Linked DNA regions of Pan troglodytes: region 2 is linked to region 1. Evidence: chromatin contacts called from public HiChIP or PLAC-seq data. All regions are on one chromosome and are shown on one strand. The core of a region is the stretch at or near the end of the contact, and the rest is flanking DNA. Distances in the headings are between cores, read along the strand shown.

What was found. HiChIP or PLAC-seq counts read pairs in DNA pulled down with a chosen protein or histone mark.
Region 2: an H3K4me3 HiChIP or PLAC-seq map of stem cell-derived excitatory neurons shows a contact between it and region 1, with 3 times the contacts expected there. The contact joins the promoter of CDKAL1 here to the promoter of E2F3 in region 1. A contact is called at or near these places in 3 of 7 Hi-C or Micro-C datasets (blood, induced pluripotent stem cells and stem cell-derived neural progenitor cells) and 1 of 1 datasets of contacts at active chromatin or transcription factors (stem cell-derived excitatory neurons).

Annotation. Positions count from the first base shown.
Region 1 is chr5:26,345,775-26,349,850 of NHGRI_mPanTro3-v2.0_pri, reverse strand. E2F3 (E2F transcription factor 3) reads right to left here and starts at 1,918. Exons shown (of 7, transcript XM_016954978.4): 1 at 1,153-1,918. The coding sequence starts at 1,545.
Region 2 is chr5:26,478,503-26,482,576 of NHGRI_mPanTro3-v2.0_pri, reverse strand. It overlaps CDKAL1 (CDK5 regulatory subunit associated protein 1 like 1), which reads right to left and starts at 2,222. Exons shown (of 16, transcript XM_016954980.3): 1 at 2,067-2,222; 2 at 1,247-1,290.

The DNA of each region.
Region 1 (4,076 bases), core at 669-3,168:
CCGGCTGGAGAGGGGGCCCGGAGGGCCGAACAGACCGGCGGCGCAGGGCGAGGGCGGGCGCCGGTGGGGGGGTGGGGAGAGGAGAGGGAGGGTGGCGGTGCCGGGGGCGGGTGCGAGGGCGCCGGGACCGTCCCAGGCCAGGGAGCCGGCGAGCAGGAGGAAGTGGGTGCCCCCCTCTCCCCCTCCAGCGCCCCCTCCCGCCGCCGCCTCCTCCCCAGTCACAGGCGCGTCCTGCGCGCACGTGTGCGAAACGTCACCGGCGGGTCCCGGAGAGAGGGACAGACCCAGGCGGCGGGACGGGAACCCAGCTGCCCCCGCCCTCCGTCGCCGGGGGGCGGAGAGGGGGACAGGGCGGGGAAGGAAGGGGCAAGGGGAGAGGCGGGTCAAGGGCAGGCCCGGGGCCCGGCGAGGAAGGCCTGGGCGCTCGGGCCACGCGGGCGCCGCCGCTGCCACTGCCAGGATGCGCCCAGGCCAGAGCGCCAGCCCGCGAGCCCCTCACCCCAGACAGCCCACGCCCCAGTCCGCACCCGGCTTCCAGCCCCACCTCCCCCACGCCCGACTCCCCTCCACCTCCCCCAGCCCCTTTGTTGCCGGGAGTTACAGATCCTAAAATGTGTCAAGCGCAGCCCCGCCGATCCCCTGCGCTCCGAGCACGCCGCAGGGACCCCCGGCCGCCAACGAGCCTCCAAGGCCGACTGGGGGCTAGCACCCCAACAGTCCCCCGGTTTCAACCCCTCAGAGCCCCCCACACCCCAGTTCACTACTCCCTCCCCCACCCCCTTCTCCATCCGGGGCGTGACCCCTTCCTACGCCCGAGAAAGAGGAAGCTTCGAGTTGGAGGGGAAGGGAGAGTGGGGGTAGGGAAAAGTGCAGGAAAAGAAGGGGGGGCCGCGAAAAGTTTTGGAGTGTTTGATGTGGTTCGCGCCAAGGCAATCCCCGCCGCCCCGCGCGCCTGGCCGAGCCCCCCGACCCTCCTGGCGCCGGGAAGAGCACTCAGGTCTAACAATGAACCCTCGTTGGAGGGGCAGCCACCGAGGCCCACGATGCTCGGCCCAGTGCTCTCCCCGAGCGGCCCGCAGCGCGCCCACGACCCCGCGCGGTGCGAGCCCACCTCCCGCCGGGGCTGGGGACGGTGGGGAGGGAGGGTATTACCGGAGGGCCGCCGCCGCCGCCGCTGCCGCCGCGTCCCAGCGCTGGTGGCTGCTGCAGCAGCCCGGCTCTGCTGGAGGGTCCGTGCGGCGTGGTGTAGAGGAGGCTGCCGGCGGTCTGCTCCGCGCCGGGGGCACTGGGGAGGAGGGGGCCGGCGGCTACGGCGCCGCTTTGGAGGGAGGAGGAACAGGAGGTGGTGGAAGTGTTCGTGGTGAGGATCTGGATGTACGCGCCCGGGGCGGCGGCAGCGGCGGCGGCGGCGGCGAAGCCGGGGCTGGCTAGCAGTGCCCTTTTGTCCATGGAGGCTGCAGCGGCGGCGGCGACGACAGCCGCCCCCTCCCCACCCCCGGCGGTCACCAGGTACTGCTCCAGAGCGGGCTGGATCCCCTTTCTCATCTCTCGCTCCTGCTCTTTTTAGTGTTATGGTATATTAATGTATTGTTTTCAATTTCTTTATTATTTGCAGTCGGAGTTTCCAAGTCTCTCCTCCTTCTCTCCTCCCCGCCCGGCGCTTCCGAGCCCCCTCTCTCTCTTTTCTTTTTATTTTTCCGCACCGCACAGGCCCCGGGGGCCAAAAATAATCGGGGCTCTGGAGAGAGGAGGGTCCCGGCCGCACGGATATCGGGCCCCAAGCGGGGATGGAGGCGTCGGGGGCGGCCGATGCAACGGATTGCGAGGCGGCGGCGGCAGCCCGGGTGCTGCGGCCGGCAGCTGAAAAATGGCTCCAGGAAGCTGCTGCTGACAATGAATGAAGGGATACGGTTTACGCGCCAAGGTCCTCCCGCGAAACTCGGATTTCCCGCCGGCTTTTCAAACCATATTTGCATATCCCCGCCCCTCAACCCGCCGAGGACCGTTCCCACAGCCCATTGGGCCGCTACCTCCTTACTTCAGTCCCAATCATGGAGCAGGGCCGCGACTTACTGGTTTCCATTGGCTGCCGTGCATCATGGTTACCGGGGCGACAGGGCCCCTATTTGCATAGGCTTCCTTGATTGGCTGGCAGAAGAGCAGTTTTTAGGGGGTGGGGCAAAGACTTTCCTTCCCTCCCACGGAAGACCACGCCTGGCCTAGGCTCCGCCCCTGTCCCCGCCCGCCCGCCGGGCCGGCGCTACTGACCTGGGCAGGGACTCCGCGCCCCGCAGACTCAGTGTAGATCTAGTCTAGAGCGCAAGTTTCGCTTTTGGAAATTGTCAAGGTGACTAAGGGAACACTCTTTCCTTTGACCAGTCAGTGCAATAAACGAACAGCGCAGGAGATTCTTCCAGATACGTGCCAAAGGCAAGTTGGACCATGCGGACGATGTCTGGCAGGTGCAAAAGGAGCCCTTTAAATCGTGGGCTTCTCCCTTCCTGAAATCCAACCAATGACGCGGCGAGAGCTGATCCCGAGGCCGGGGCTGATAGACAGAAGCATGTGGGCAGACAGAATCGTGGGGGCAGAAGGTTCAGCAGACGCGATTGCGGGCACCAGTTAACATTCCAGATCATTCCCGGTACCTTCATTATTAGCCTGGATAGGGGTAAAGTACAAATTAACTCTTTTGTCTTACAACGAATATTGGTTTGAATCCAGCAGACATTCCCTCTGGCCCAGAAACACCCAGGGCAGTTAATCAGGGCTAACCTAGAACTGATCTGCGGGTTTCTAATCCGCCAAGCAGTAATCCGAAAAAGTACACGCTTCCCACGATGACGTCGTGCCCCCAACGAACGCAGGCACGCCCGGGCATCAGCACTTTATATCTTCAGTTTTGTAGGAAGTTCTCTGACTGGAAGCAAACACAACGACTCAAACCTATCCCAAAGTATTTTTAAAATAGTGTCTTTTTTAAAAAAGTAAACTAGAAATTGTCATCAGAAAAATATAAAATGATGTGTCAAACTGACTCCTGAATTTGTTCAAGTATTCATGGGTCTTAAAATTAAAGCTTGCTCCTGAGATTGAGCAGGAAAAGAGACCCCTGCAGGAATGTGGGGGAAGTTATGTATGTAGACACTAGATCATAATTTATAGTTATGTGCAAAACAGCTGCAGAATTGGTGCTCATAGGTGATGAGGATTGCAACACCTTGAGCCCTTTCACAAGATTTTTATTACTATTATTAATTTCCCAAAACTCTTACTCAGAGTGCTATGAAACACCTGACAAGATGTGTCAGATCAGGCTAGGACTCCTTAATATTTTAGCCTTGTTACCTTTTCTGAAACAGATGAGTTAAAAGTTCCATTAAACCTTGCACCAGGCTCAGGAATATTTTAGTCTTGCATTCAGGCTAGTTGAGGATCCATAGCCCTAAACATTTGTCGACACTGGTAGAAGTGACGCTATCTTTATTTTTTGAGACAGAGTCTCGCTGTTGTTGCCCAGGCTGGAGTGCCATGGCACGATCTCAGCTCACTGCAACCTCTGCCTCCTGGGTTCAAGCGATTCTTCTGCCTCAGCTTCCTGAGTAGCTGGGACTACAGGTACGTGCCACCACGCCCAGCTAATTTTTGTATTTTTAGTAGAGACAGGGTTTCATCATGTTGGCCAGGCTGGTCTTGAACTCCTGACCCTAGGAGATCCGCCTCCCTTGGCCTCCCAAAGTGCTGGGATTACAGGCATGAGCCACCGCGCCCGGCCAGAAGTGACACTATCTTTAGGGCAGATTAAGTGGTACTCAAAGGGCATGAGCTAGAAGTGTAATATACCAGCAGCTTCCCTGCTCTTGTTCCATCAATGTTGCTTTCCTCTATGGATATACCTGTGGAGGAAACTAGTACTGTCACTACTTGGATATTACCATCTGCAGAGCATCACTGGCAGCTTGCATTTGGTGGCAGTAGTGGGGGTTGTGAGGGAGGAGTGGTGCAACATACACAGTAATTATAGACCTGCACCTTATGATTAGAGACCAGCCTGGGACTGGGGCTGTGCGTAGAAT
Region 2 (4,074 bases), core at 973-3,472, 130 kb before region 1:
GCAATATTTAACAGGCCCTCTAGGTGATTTTGATCTGAATTAAAGTTTGATAATCACGGTCCCAGAATTATTCTTTCATAAAAACCACCTAGAATGTATGTCAAATATACATAACCTAGACAATTCAACGGGGAAAGCATAGTTTTTTTTTCAACAAATGACGCTGGGATAACTGGATAGCAACATGTAAAAAATAAAGTTGGAGCCCTATTTCACATCATATACAAAAATTAACCGAAAATGGATCATAGACCTAAATTTAGGAGCTAACATTATGAAACTCTTAGAAAAAAACATAAGCACAAATCTTTATGATGTTAGAGTAGGCCCTTCTTTCTTAGCTAAGAAACGAAAAGCACAAGCAACAAAAGGAAAAACAGATTAGATGAAGAAGATACAGAAATGGGCCAGGTGCAGAGGCTCATGCCTATAATCCCAACACTGGGAAGCCAAGGTGGCAGGATCACTTCAGGCCAGAGTACAAGGCCAGAGCCTAGGCAACACGGACCCTATCGCTACAAAAAAAAAAAAAAAAAAAGTAAAATTTAGCTGGGCATGGTGGCATGCACCTGTAGTCCCAGCTACTTGGGAGGCTGAAGTGGGATCACTTGAGACCAGGTGGTCAAGGCTGCAGTGAGCCGTAATCGAGCCACTGCACTCTGGCCTGGGTGGCATAGGGAAGCCGTGTCTCAAAAACACACACATACAAATGGCTGATAAGCACATGAAAAGATGTCAACATCATGAGCCATCAGGGAAACGGAAATCCAAACCACAATAATACACCACTTCATACCCATTAGGATGGGTAGAATCAAAAAGAGAAATAACTGTTGACAGGCATGTGGATTACATCACCCAGAGGGGAAGAAAAAGAGAACAGAGGTAGGAGAAGGTACAAGACCACGACTTGAGAGACTCCAAATTTAACTGCCAGATAAAGGAAAATCAGCTTATAATGGATTCCAAGAAGCAGCCACCAGACAAGGAAAAAAATCCATGGGCCATGGAAGGCAAATGAAAAGGGCATCTCAAAAAAGTGGACATGGTCAATGCTGGTGAATGAAAATGAAAGGTTAAGTAAAATAAATGAAAATATCTCTTCGATTTAATGCTATGTAAAGCACAATGTTTCCATAACACGATAGTGGCAAATAGCTAAAACATTAGGCTACCTCTCTGCATTTTCTAACATGCAAAAATACGCACAGCACTCAAACATAAAAGGTTTAAAATAAATCAGTACCTTAATTATCTGCAATTAGTCTAAAGTCCTCTTGAAAGATGAGTCTGGAAAATAAAAATTGATTAGGAAAAGCAAGCACCCAAAAAGTTCACAAAACCACTGTAAGGATTCTTTACTTAAAAGGAATCAGACTCCATAAAAGACTGCTTTATACAGCAGGATTAATGATGCTCCATACTACTTGTAACTTCTTACTGATTACAACAGGTTTGCTGACATCTGCCGTGACTGTGATCCAGTGTCTGGCTTTAGTAATAAATGTTGTATTCAGCACCGCAACACGTCTGCATAGTGCGAGTAACCAACCACTACAAAACAGGATTAAGTCAATAAGGTAGGTAGACATCCAGATCACGTTCCATCCGAAAGATAACTGTCGTCCCGAGATTCAGAAAAAGGTTTTATGAGCAAATAAGAACGAAAAGTGAAAAAGCAAGACACCTGCTTTTCTCAATAACTTCTGCTTAAATTCTTAACATACTGATCTGGGAAAGCTATGTAACTGCGAAAGCCTTGTCACATCTACAAATTCACTAAGGTATAAAGTGGGAGAACAAATGAAGTTAAACCTGACAATAAGGAACGAGGTGCCTAAAATACTCCTAACTGGAGAGCGGCACCTGAGGCCAACGACCCTATCCTCGCTCCTGGAAGCCCCATCTGCCTCCCAATTCCCCCATCCCAGCTGGCAAATCCCCTTTTAACTGCGAAACAAATTTGCAAACAGCCCAAGAAAAACTGAAACTGGAGAAACAAGGCTTGGCCATAAAAGGAGCTGTGGCCACACTCTGCCCCACATGGACCCATCGGCCACCCTTACCCAGAAGTCTGGAAGTAAAAACCAGTCCAAAGTGAGAAAATCAACCCGCCACTCTCCGGAAGCTGCACAGACTTTAGATGGAGAGCGCCATGACACATACGTCCCGCCACGTTTATTTACGCATGCTCAGCGACGGTGGCCCGAAGAGATCAAATTACATCATTGCTGAAAGCGCTAGTTCTGGTTTAACTTAGTTTAGGAATGACTACGCTTCAAGTTCCTTTGATTCCAAGAACTAAAATAACAACCCTGAGTCCTCGGGTTCCTAGAAATGCTTAATAGCCAACTTCTCCTAAGCTTTTATGTGTTAGACACTGTGCTAAGTACTTTGCATAAATATTATTTCACTATTTATTTATTATTATTATTATTCCTAGTTTACAAAAGAGGACACTGGAAGTTTAAGGACTTAATCTAAGTTACTCTACTAGTCGTGCTGCGCTCTGGGCTGGATCCGATACTGTCTGACTCCCAAAGAACTTGCTCTTTTCACTGTTTTACTAGCCTCCTCAATCATTTGTGAAAAGAGGTCTCTTCTTTAATATTTAAAAAACAGGAAGGAAAGGATAAAGGTCAGTTGGTAGGTTTCACTTAATATACATCATTGAGCACCACACAAGTGTTTTTGTTTTTTGTTTTGGAAAACTTAGATGGCAGTTTAGCAGACACCTATGGAAAGAAAATACTTTTATGGAGTACGGATTCTCACCCGCTTTCTCTACATATGTTATCTCACTTTACTATTCGTTACCCAAGACACTGTATTTGACCATGTGTTTACCAGAAGAATATCTTTACTTGAAAAAGTAAAGGTAATAGGAGGCAATAGGCCATGAAGAAGGGTCAGAAATCGTGAGTTTTATGCCTGACTTAGGGTTTCATAGTGATTTGGGGCAATTACTTTGTTTTGCAAATGCCTTTCCTAGTACAATTTCATCTAATTAAAATGCCATCCATCTACTCAAGAGGCTGATGTGGGAGGATCACTTGAGCTCAGAAGTTTGAAAACAGCCTGGGCAACACAGTGAGACCCAGTCTCTAAAATAGATTAAAAAAAAAAAAAAAAACACCCTTTTCTCTGTTTATCCATATCCATAAAATAATCTAAACTGTGCCCTGGGGTCCACTGTTGTCTTTACCCACCTAAATTAAAATTGTGTATTTATGTTGCCCTACTTTTTTTTTTTTTTTTTTTTTTTTAGATAGGGTCTTCTTCTGTCACCCAGGCTGGATTACAGTGTTACCATCACAGCTCACTGCAACCTCTCCCTCCTAGCCTCAAGAGATTCTCATGCCTTAGCCTCCCAAGTAGCTGGGACTACAGGTGCACACCACCATACCCATCTAATTCCATTTCTTTCACTAGACCAAAAGTAGGCCCTGGGTTATCTTCTTGGTTGTAATCGCACTACCTAGCACATAACCTTGTGCCTATGTTTATAGCTTCTCAATAAACATATGTTGAATGAATGAATGAATGAATGACTCCACCCCTTTTCCCCCAAGATCTAGTTGAGTTCAGTAAAGGAAATTTTACTGAGTATGTACCCCATGACCACAAGCACTGTGATAGATGCTAGAGCTAAAAAGAAAGAAAAAAAGTACTGCCTATTGCAATTGCAGGCTCTTTTGAGAAAATTCATTTCAGTAGAGAATAGCAATCACTATGAAAGATGAATGCACAGGAACACAAAGGTGAAGTAAGGGAAATAGATGAAGGCATTCCAAGCTGAAGAGTCAGCCAGAGCAAAAGCAAGGAGGCCTGAAATGATGAATTATTCCACAGTGTAAAAGCAGAGAGAGTGAAGCTGGTGATGGGAGAAGTCTGCCAGAGAAAGGGAGGCACAGGGACTAGATCAAGGTGAACCTTGTGTATTCAAAGGCATTAGACTTAATCCTGGATGTATGTAGTAGGCAACATGAATGTGTTCGAGCAGATTATTCTCTCAGGACAATGGGTTTGAGGACGATATTTCAGACATGAAGAAATAGTAAAAGCCTAAATTGA